Regions from separate parts of the Mus musculus genome. Here regions 1 and 3 are each linked to region 2. The links are chromatin contacts, called in public HiChIP or PLAC-seq and promoter capture Hi-C maps. All regions are on one chromosome and are shown on one strand. The core of a region is the stretch at or near the end of the contact, and the rest is flanking DNA. Distances in the headings are between cores, read along the strand shown.

Region 1 (2,700 bases), core at 163-2,662, 100 kb before region 2:
GAGCCTCCATGTGGGTGCTGGGTATCAAACATCAGTTCTCTGCATGCTCTTAACCATGGAGTCATCTCTCCAGCTTTCCCATTAAGTATTTTTGGAAGAAATAGCACATAGATAAAGTCCGCCTCCCCTTACATCGCCATGAGGCAGTTTGTCTAATTGCTGCTGTCACAGGTTTGGTTATGGCGCACAGTGCCTGTTACAAGGATAGTTCTTAGATCAGCCCCTTCCACCTTGGAGTTTTTGAGACAGGGTATTCCTGTGACTAGGCTGGCCTCAAACTAAGAAATCCGCCTGCCTCTGCCTCCCAAGTGCTGGGATTTAAGGCATGCGCCAACACACCCAGCCCTAGATCCAGCTTCTTAAATGTTCCTACTCCTGTCTCCTTTTTGCCCAAGATATTCCTAAGCAATCCCAGACATGTGGGCATATAAAATAGACATACAAGGAGAACATTTATTGATAATAAGTCATAGTTTATTTTAAAACAATCTTTGCTGTGCAGATATTTTTACTATTTATTCGAGATAAGCAAATATGCACACCAAAAGATGGATATGCTTGTTTGTCTAGTACAGTTGAGTCCAAAGATAGACTGTGTTTTGATATTACCTGCCGAGAGGTGGCAGTAGGAAATATTAGGTCCTTGTTGTATGTCCCTAAACCATGGTGTTTCTATAAGAGCAGAAACCGTTGTGCGTGCGTGCAGCAGAAACACTGCGTAGCTCACAATAGCCTTTGGTGTGAGCTGAGGGGCTGTGAGCAGCACCGTTTAGCATTGCATGATGCAGTGGCATGCATGGTGAATTGCACGTGTGCGCTCAGCCGAGTCCCACACTGTGGCATGGCCAGCACTGCCAGCACACCGTGGATTCCTTGTGAATTTATTCTTGTTTGGGTTTGGGGCCAGTGTGTATTCAGAAAGCATTGCTGCTGCTCAGCTGGTCTCCCCGGGTGTGGGCTCACCACTTCCTCTTTAGTTATGGTGCACATCACCTGCTAAAGGTTTATATTGCTTTGTTGGAAAGGCCCTCTCACCTTTTCTGGTGGGTAACCTGTGGGTGAGGCTGGTGAATATTTCTCAAGAACTTTTCACCTAGTGCCTTTAATGTGCTCAGTGCTTCTGTCCTGTTGTGTTGCTAGAGGCCCACGTGTCTCTGAAAACCTACCGAACCTTTCCCAAGGATAAGTCGATGAGCAGCTCCCTCCAGATAGTTAAAGACCATTCCCTGCTGTTTAGGCGCTTCCTATAAGCTCACGCACCAGATATGTGTCACCAAGTCCTAGAAGCTGGGGGTCGGCCCCCCGGTCTAGTTTCCCTGATTATCTAGTCCAGCATTGTGCTGAGCTAGGTACTTAACTTTGGTTGTTTGTTTGAGAACAGCTTGTTCTAGGCTTTCCCCTACCCTGAGCCAAACATGTGGACCTTTTATTCTGGTATAAACTGTGCTAGGAAATCCACACAGGGGCTGGGCCCTGGGATTGTGCTGCTCTCTTCGAAAATCTTTCAGCACAACAAACAGCTCAACCTGAAGAAAACTTAGCTTGTTTGGAAATGAGTTAAAACACTCATATTTTAGTTGCCCAATTCTCAGTTCTATTAGTAAAGCGGGTTCTTTACAATACTGGGAGCTGTTTTGTGTTTGGTTTGACTGTAAGCAGAGGGCCCACCAGGTGACTTGACTGAGCCTGGAGTCTGTCCTTACCCTAGTGTGGAATAGCTTTAGAAGTGGCCCACAGTGAGCCGGTTTTGGTAATGTCCTTAACTTTCAGTACTCGGAACGCTGAGGAGAGAGAAATGTCCAGTTTGAAGCCAGCCTGGGCTACATAAGAACCTGATTCAGAAAATAATTGGCATTGTTATTAATTCTTCATTTCCCTGCTCAGTCAAGGAGCAGTAGAAGATAATCCCGGCAGTAGACAAGTGTGTTTCGTTTAGCCTATTGATCACTGATATGCAGATTGGCTTTGCAGGAGAAAAGGTAACAGCCCTCAGGAGGCAGACAGGTGGATCTCTGTTAGTTCAAGGCCAGGCCAGTCGATACATTTGAGTTCAGGACAGTGGGTCTCTGTGAAGCAGAGTTTGTATTCTGAGTACACTGCTCTGAGTAACAGTTTAGAGTGCCTGAAGTAGGAGCGAAAGGCAGCCCTCCAGAGTTCCCTGCTGAAGACTGTAATATGCAAAGCACACATCCCGTGTTCTACAAGACCCTTTATCTACCAGGAGTGCTTCATAAATATCCACATCCAGCTGAGAAGAGCTAAGGAAGGGTAAAATGGCAAAACGACTTGCATGGGCATTGTGGATCTGGCTCATGAGAGAAAGAAGAGAGAGTAATCAAATGGGTGTGGCTGGTTATGGAAAGGGAGCTGGTTGGTTTGACCAGTGTGTGTGAAGGAGAGTGGCAGAACACCAGAGGCCTCTGTTCTCTCTCAACAATATGGCTGTAGGAGAAGACTTGTTTTATGGTTCTGAGAGGGCAGCTTCTCCCTGTGTTGTCCTGTTAAGGAATATAATTACCGGCAGGCCTGACTTATACTGCTCTCATCTAGGACCGTGGCTAGACGGGAAATTGAAGAAGTGGGTGATGTTTTATTTCCTTGTCTGATGGCATCAATGCATGCCCACAGCAAATGCTTTTGTTATTGTTTCTGTGTTTTAACTCTATTAGTCTTATGTAAGCTTAGTTCTCAGGGACTTTT
Region 2 (2,709 bases), core at 97-2,596:
GCTCCAAACTAGCAATCCTCCTGCCCAGGGCTCCCAGTTGTGCAGCACCTGCTGATATGTACTGTTATGGTTGGTGAGATCAAGGGGATCTTTTTCCTTTTACCCTTTTTAATTTATTTTTATTTAATGAGAAGTGGGTGTTTTGCCTGCATGTGTGCCCGTGAGAGGGTGTCAGATGCCCTGGAACTGCTGTTAAAGTTGTGAGCTGCCACGTGGGTGCTGGGAATAGAACCTGGATCTTTTGGAAGAACCGCCAAGACCCTTAACCACTGAGCCATCTCCCCAGCCATTTACCATTTTATTACAATTATTTATCCCTGTGTGCTGTCTGTGCCTGTGTGTGGAGGTCAGAGGACAGCTTCCAGGAGTTGTTCTTGTCTGCCACAGTATGGCCCTTGGGTGGGAGAGGGACAAGAAGGACATAGGTATTGTGTAGCCCAGGCTGGCCCCAGATGAGCTGTGTAGTGGAGGAGGCCGAGGTATTGATCCCCCTGCCTCAGCCTTCCAAGTGCTGGGATTCCAGGGTGCATGCCCACACCCAGCTAATATTACTGTTTCAGGGTTTCCAGCCTAGCCTTTTAATCCTCATAACTCAAGGAGACCCTTTTTGGTTTTAAAATAGATTTGCGTTTTTAACTTTGTGTATGCGTGGCATGTGGTTTCCCTGGGGCTGGAAGGACAGGCAGGCGTTAGCTGCACATGAGTACTGGGAATGGGACTGAGACCCTCCACTCTTAACCTGTTCCTTCCACAGACTGTTTATAGGACCCCGTGCTCAGAGAGGCAAACTAACTCCTGCAAGGTCACAGCATCCAGCCTGGAGCACCTACCTGTGGTGTAGGGAGCACTGAATGTGGCCGCTGGGGTGGGTGGGAAAAGCCTGCCCTAACCCTTGGCATCTGCTTGTCTAGGCTCAGGCCATCCAGGGGGCTCAGGCCCAGAGCCCAAAGCAACCAGCACAATAGCGTCCAACAGCTGGACCGCCAACAGCAGCCCCGGGGAGGCCCGGGAAGATGGGTCCGAAGGCCTGGACAAGGGTCTGGACAACGATGCGGAGGGAGTGTGGAGCCCGGACATCGAGCAGAGCTTTCAGGAGGCCCTGGCCATCTACCCGCCTTGCGGACGGCGCAAGATCATCCTGTCAGATGAGGGCAAGATGTACGGTGAGTGCGGCTGCCTAGGTGGGCGTGGCCCGCCCGCTGGCTCCACCCCCTGCTCTCTGTCCCTTGCCAGACCGGTTGGTTGGGGGAGCCCTGGCGGCTTGCCCAGCGGGCGAGTCCGGGCCGGCAGGCTTGGGCTGCGTGTGTCTGGGGCCTCCTCCAACTGCACCTCGCAAACAGGCCTGCCACAGCCCACACGCGCCCCGCCTCTCCCTAGCCCTGCCGGCTGGAGGTTTCGGGGTGACTCAGGGGGCCAGGAAAACTGGGTCAGTCCAGTGAGCCTCTGTCAGTAGTCTGTGGCCTAGTGAGGCAGCCCCAGACTCTAACTCCCAGGGCCCAGGACTGGGGGATATCATAGGGAGATTGGGGTCCCACTATCTGAACAGGCCAATCCTTGATGCTTGATAAAAACTCCACTCTTGGGACAGGAAGATGTTCTGGGGTGCTCCACTGGGTGGGGCCGCCTGCCCACACTGTACCCTCACCAATAGGAGGGCAGCCCCACGGGGTATTTTTAGACAAGGGGTTGGCGGGCGGGGAGGAGCGGTGGGGCCTGTTCTGTCATCGCAGAGGAATTTGGGGAATGTGGCAGTTCTGGGGAGGCCAAGAGGTTGGGGGGCTGAGCACACACCCTGGATGCTGACATACACCCTGTGGTATGTCTAGGCGGCCCCCACATTGTATAGCCTACTCCCCAAGATGGTCTCTGGTGTTGTGCAGAGTCCCTACCCCCAGACCCAGAGAGGATTGGGCAATGCCATAGGGGTCACTGGCACAAGGACCCAGGGATAGACCTTAACACAAGCTGTCAGTATAAGAGACATATCAGAGGTCTCCTGTCTTCCTTCACCAGAGAAGGGGCAGAGAACTTATTCCGGGTCCCCCATGATCAGGATGAAGCTAGACAGAACAGCTTACAGATAGAGGATGTGGGCTGAGACCTATCCAAACCCTCAGCCTCTGAGCCTTGCTGCCCAGGAAGCCTGTCAAGGCTTTTTCTGTAGGCTATGCCTTCCACCAAGTCCTGGAGGCAGTGATGAGGAGCCCTGAGTAGGTGTGCCCAGGCACCCGCCCCCCCACCCCCGGGTTCTACCCTCTCCCTCAGTCCTCACCGGCTCTGTCTCCCTGACTAGGTCGAAATGAGCTGATTGCCCGCTACATCAAGCTGAGGACTGGAAAAACCAGGACAAGAAAACAGGTAGAGAGATGGCTCTGGTCCCCTGTCACACCACCAGTGGATACCTTGATGGATACCTTGGATGTAGGAAGCACAGTTTAGCTCACAGGGCCTGTTCATCAGTCAGAAAGATGGGTATTTGGCTAGTTGGGCTGGGTAGTAAAACAGCCACAGTCCTGCTGGAGGTTGGCCTGGAGGAAGGATGTCAGAACCTCCTTTGGAAGGTGTGGGAGTTAACCAGGGAGGGACCATGCCAAGTGGGGAGTTCAGTAGATCAGGCAGAGTAGCAACCCCCACAGTACCCCACTTGCGTCAACACACACCAGAAAACTGCCAAGTGATGGAGTTCACACCATTCCACCTGCCTGTGAC
Region 3 (2,700 bases), core at 20-2,519, 90 kb after region 2:
GCAGGACGATATCAATGAGACATCCCAAAGAATATCCACTGACACATTAAGCCGTGGTGATTTCTGAGCAGGTTCTAGGTAATTTGATTTTTTTTTTTCCTTTACATTTCTTAGTGTTTCCCACCGAGGGAATGAGGTTGCTTTAGGAGGGAGTCAGGTCTCTTTCTGAGATGCCTGTGGCTGTGGGAGGAGCCGCTAACAGCAAGGCAGTCTACACACTAATCAGTCTACACACTAATCAGCAAGGGGGCTTCTAGTTCTGTGGGCCAAAATTCCTGGAAAGTCCGCCCACCATGCCCTGTGTGGGACTCACCTGTCGGGCACCACCTGGCACAGCTGTAGGGTTGTCAGCCTGCACATCTGCCTGCAGTGCACAGCAGTGTAGTGTGAGGCTCCCACCCCCAGCACTGCAGAAGGGGAACTCCGCAGGGAAGTTCCAGGCCTGATGCCTGAGGGCAACGAGCAGATCCCGGGGGCACAACCTATTTTGGAAGGATCTTGGCTGCCAACATGGATTGGGAACTGGCACAGTTCCCACTTTAGAGGGTGAGAGGGGACACTGGCAACATAGGAGGCAGACATCAGAGAGGGACTCCATATGGTAACAGTGTGGTGATAGTAGGCTCTGGGTCCAACCCCAGCTCTCCATCGCTCGATCATGGATGGCCATATACCCTATGCCACTCTTCTCATCGAGAGGTAGAGCCTGTCTCTAGATGGCTGAGCCTTGGACTCCCACATGGCGCCCGGCTGTCAGGGGGGCCACCTGAAAGAGCAGAAGTCATGCAGAGGGACAACTTGTCAGCTGGGCACGTTCAGGGTTCAGAACCAGTAGCCAGGCCCGGGCACACCTCAGAGTCAGGAGACAGGATAATGGCAGCAGGCAGTGCTCAGCCAGAGCTGTATGAGGCCAGCTTCGCCTTGACAAGTCAGAGTCTTGGCTTTCTTATCCTTACGCAGGGAATGCTAACTTGGACGGGCAGCATCTGAGACTCAACAGGCTGGTTTTGGAGCTGAGGAAGCTTCATTCTCTGAAGTACAGGAACTATTAACACTTCCTGCAACTGGGGAGGGACCTTCGAACAAACAGCCCCTGTTCCCAGTGACTCACCACACAGGTCGGCCACACCAGCGTCTCAACAGACAGCCTCTTCCCCACTAGTGCTGTCTTTGTTGGAGGGACCTTTAAAAGCCAGCCTCCCCCACCTCCCTCCAGCATCCAGAGAAGGACCAGGACCTCCTCACCCACAACTTCCCCATCTTTCCATGGTGCTTGCAGACATGGCCTTCAAAACCAGGCAGACACCAGCACTGTCAGCAACCTAACGGCTGGTGGCCAGGCTGGGAGGTGGCCCAGTGGGTACAGCGCCTGCCTTGGAACGTACGAGGCCCGGGGCTGGATCCCAGCACTTGATGGTGGTGCGGGTCTCTTCTCAGACAGCAGAGGCAGGAAAATGAGGGGTTCATTGCCATCCTCAGCTATATTGAGTTTGGGGCCAGCCTGGAATACATGAAACCTGCCTCAAAAATAAAGGGTGAAGGGGGCAGGTTTGAGATGGCTCAATGGGTAAAGAGGCCCGTGACCAAGTGTGACAAACTGAATGTGAATTTCATCCCTGGGACCACCCACATAGAAGGAGAAAACTGACTCCCACAGTTGTCCTTTGACCACCACATAAGGTGCTGTGGAATGTTTATGAGTGTGCACAAATACATACAAATAAATAAATACAATTTAAAATTCTAAGGAGTAATGCCGGGCGTGGTGGCGCACGCCTTTAATCTCAGCACTCGGGAGGCAGAGGAAGGTGGATTTCTGAGTTCGAGGCCAGCCTGGTCTACAGAGTGAGTTCCAGGACAGCCAGGGCTATAGAGAAACCCTGTCTCGAAAAAAAAAAAAAAATTCTAAGGAGTAGACATCAGGGTTAGAGAGATGGCTTTATGGTGAAGAACATGAGCTGCCCTTCAGACGACCGACCGGGGTTTGGTTCCCAGCAGGCACACGGTGGTTTGCAAATGTCTGTAACTCCACTTTCAGGGGATCCTCCTGCTTCAGCCCTCCGTGGATACCAGGCATGCAGGAGCTGTACAGACAGACATACATGCAAGCAAAACATTCATGCACATAAAATAATTTTTAAGTAGAGATCCTCTGACATCCACAGATAAAGCAGGGACAGCGTACCCACAGAGGATGAGGGCATTGCGGAGAAGCAATGAAGAGATGCTGTCTGGTCAGCAAGGAGAGCTGAGACATTCTCAGTGAAATGCAGGTGGTCCAGGGAGCACAGCAGCCACCAGGGCAGGGAGCATGGAAGCAGTCAGCCACCCCAAAAGCACCGAGGTCAGAGGAGGGCTTCACAGGGGCATGCGCTTTAACCCAACACTAGGGAGGCAGAGGCAGGGATCACTATGAGTCTGAGGCTAGCCTGGGCTACACAGTAAGTTCTGATCAGGAAGGGCTACAGAGCGAGACCTTGTCCCCAATATAAATAAATAAGAAAAGTTTTTTAAAAGGAAGTTTAGGGTTGGAGAGATGGCTCAGCGGAGAAGGGCACTTGTTTCTCTTGCAGAGGACCCAGGTTTAGTTTCCAGCATCAACATGGTGCCTTATAGCCATGACTTCAGTCCCGGGGGTCCAGTCCATGGGCACCAGGAACACATGTGGTGCACGTGCATACATGTAGGCACATCCACATA

Evidence for each region. HiChIP or PLAC-seq counts read pairs in DNA pulled down with a chosen protein or histone mark. Capture Hi-C pulls out chosen DNA fragments and counts their contacts.
Region 1: a promoter capture Hi-C map of adipose tissue shows a contact between it and region 2. The contact joins two enhancer-like sites. A contact is called at or near these places in 1 of 15 datasets of contacts at CTCF or cohesin (the NIH/3T3 cell line), 2 of 115 datasets of contacts at active chromatin or transcription factors (double positive thymocytes and embryonic stem cells) and 3 of 9 other capture datasets (adipose tissue, liver and pancreatic islet).
Region 3: an HNF4G HiChIP or PLAC-seq map of pancreatic cancer cells shows a contact between it and region 2. The contact joins two enhancer-like sites. A contact is called at or near these places in 4 of 115 datasets of contacts at active chromatin or transcription factors (embryonic stem cells, epiblast stem cells, microglia and 1 more) and 3 of 9 other capture datasets (adipose tissue, liver and pancreatic islet).

What each region holds. Positions count from the first base shown.
Region 1 is chr17:28,441,108-28,443,807 of GRCm38.p6, reverse strand. The region is part of intron 1 of Fkbp5 (FK506 binding protein 5); the gene reads left to right. Among named protein-coding and RNA genes, the nearest start is that of Gm22146, 4.0 kb to the left of the region's middle. Within about 2 kb of position 1,412, at least 31 of the 459 cell types and tissues checked have an H3K27ac peak or open chromatin away from gene starts, as enhancers often do. A contact at or near this core is called in adipose tissue, where this site is marked.
Region 2 is chr17:28,339,803-28,342,511 of GRCm38.p6, reverse strand. It overlaps Tead3 (TEA domain family member 3), which reads left to right. Exons shown (of 13, transcript NM_011566.4): 2 at 912-1,163; 3 at 2,294-2,358. The coding sequence starts at 962. Among named protein-coding and RNA genes, the nearest start is that of Tead3, 9.6 kb to the left of the region's middle. Within about 2 kb of position 1,346, at least 213 of the 459 cell types and tissues checked have an H3K27ac peak or open chromatin away from gene starts, as enhancers often do. A contact at or near this core is called in adipose tissue and pancreatic cancer cells, where this site is marked.
Region 3 is chr17:28,250,235-28,252,934 of GRCm38.p6, reverse strand. The region is part of intron 2 of Ppard (peroxisome proliferator activator receptor delta); the gene reads right to left. Among named protein-coding and RNA genes, the nearest start is that of Ppard, 19 kb to the right of the region's middle. Within about 2 kb of position 1,269, at least 35 of the 459 cell types and tissues checked have an H3K27ac peak or open chromatin away from gene starts, as enhancers often do. A contact at or near this core is called in adipose tissue and pancreatic cancer cells, where this site is marked.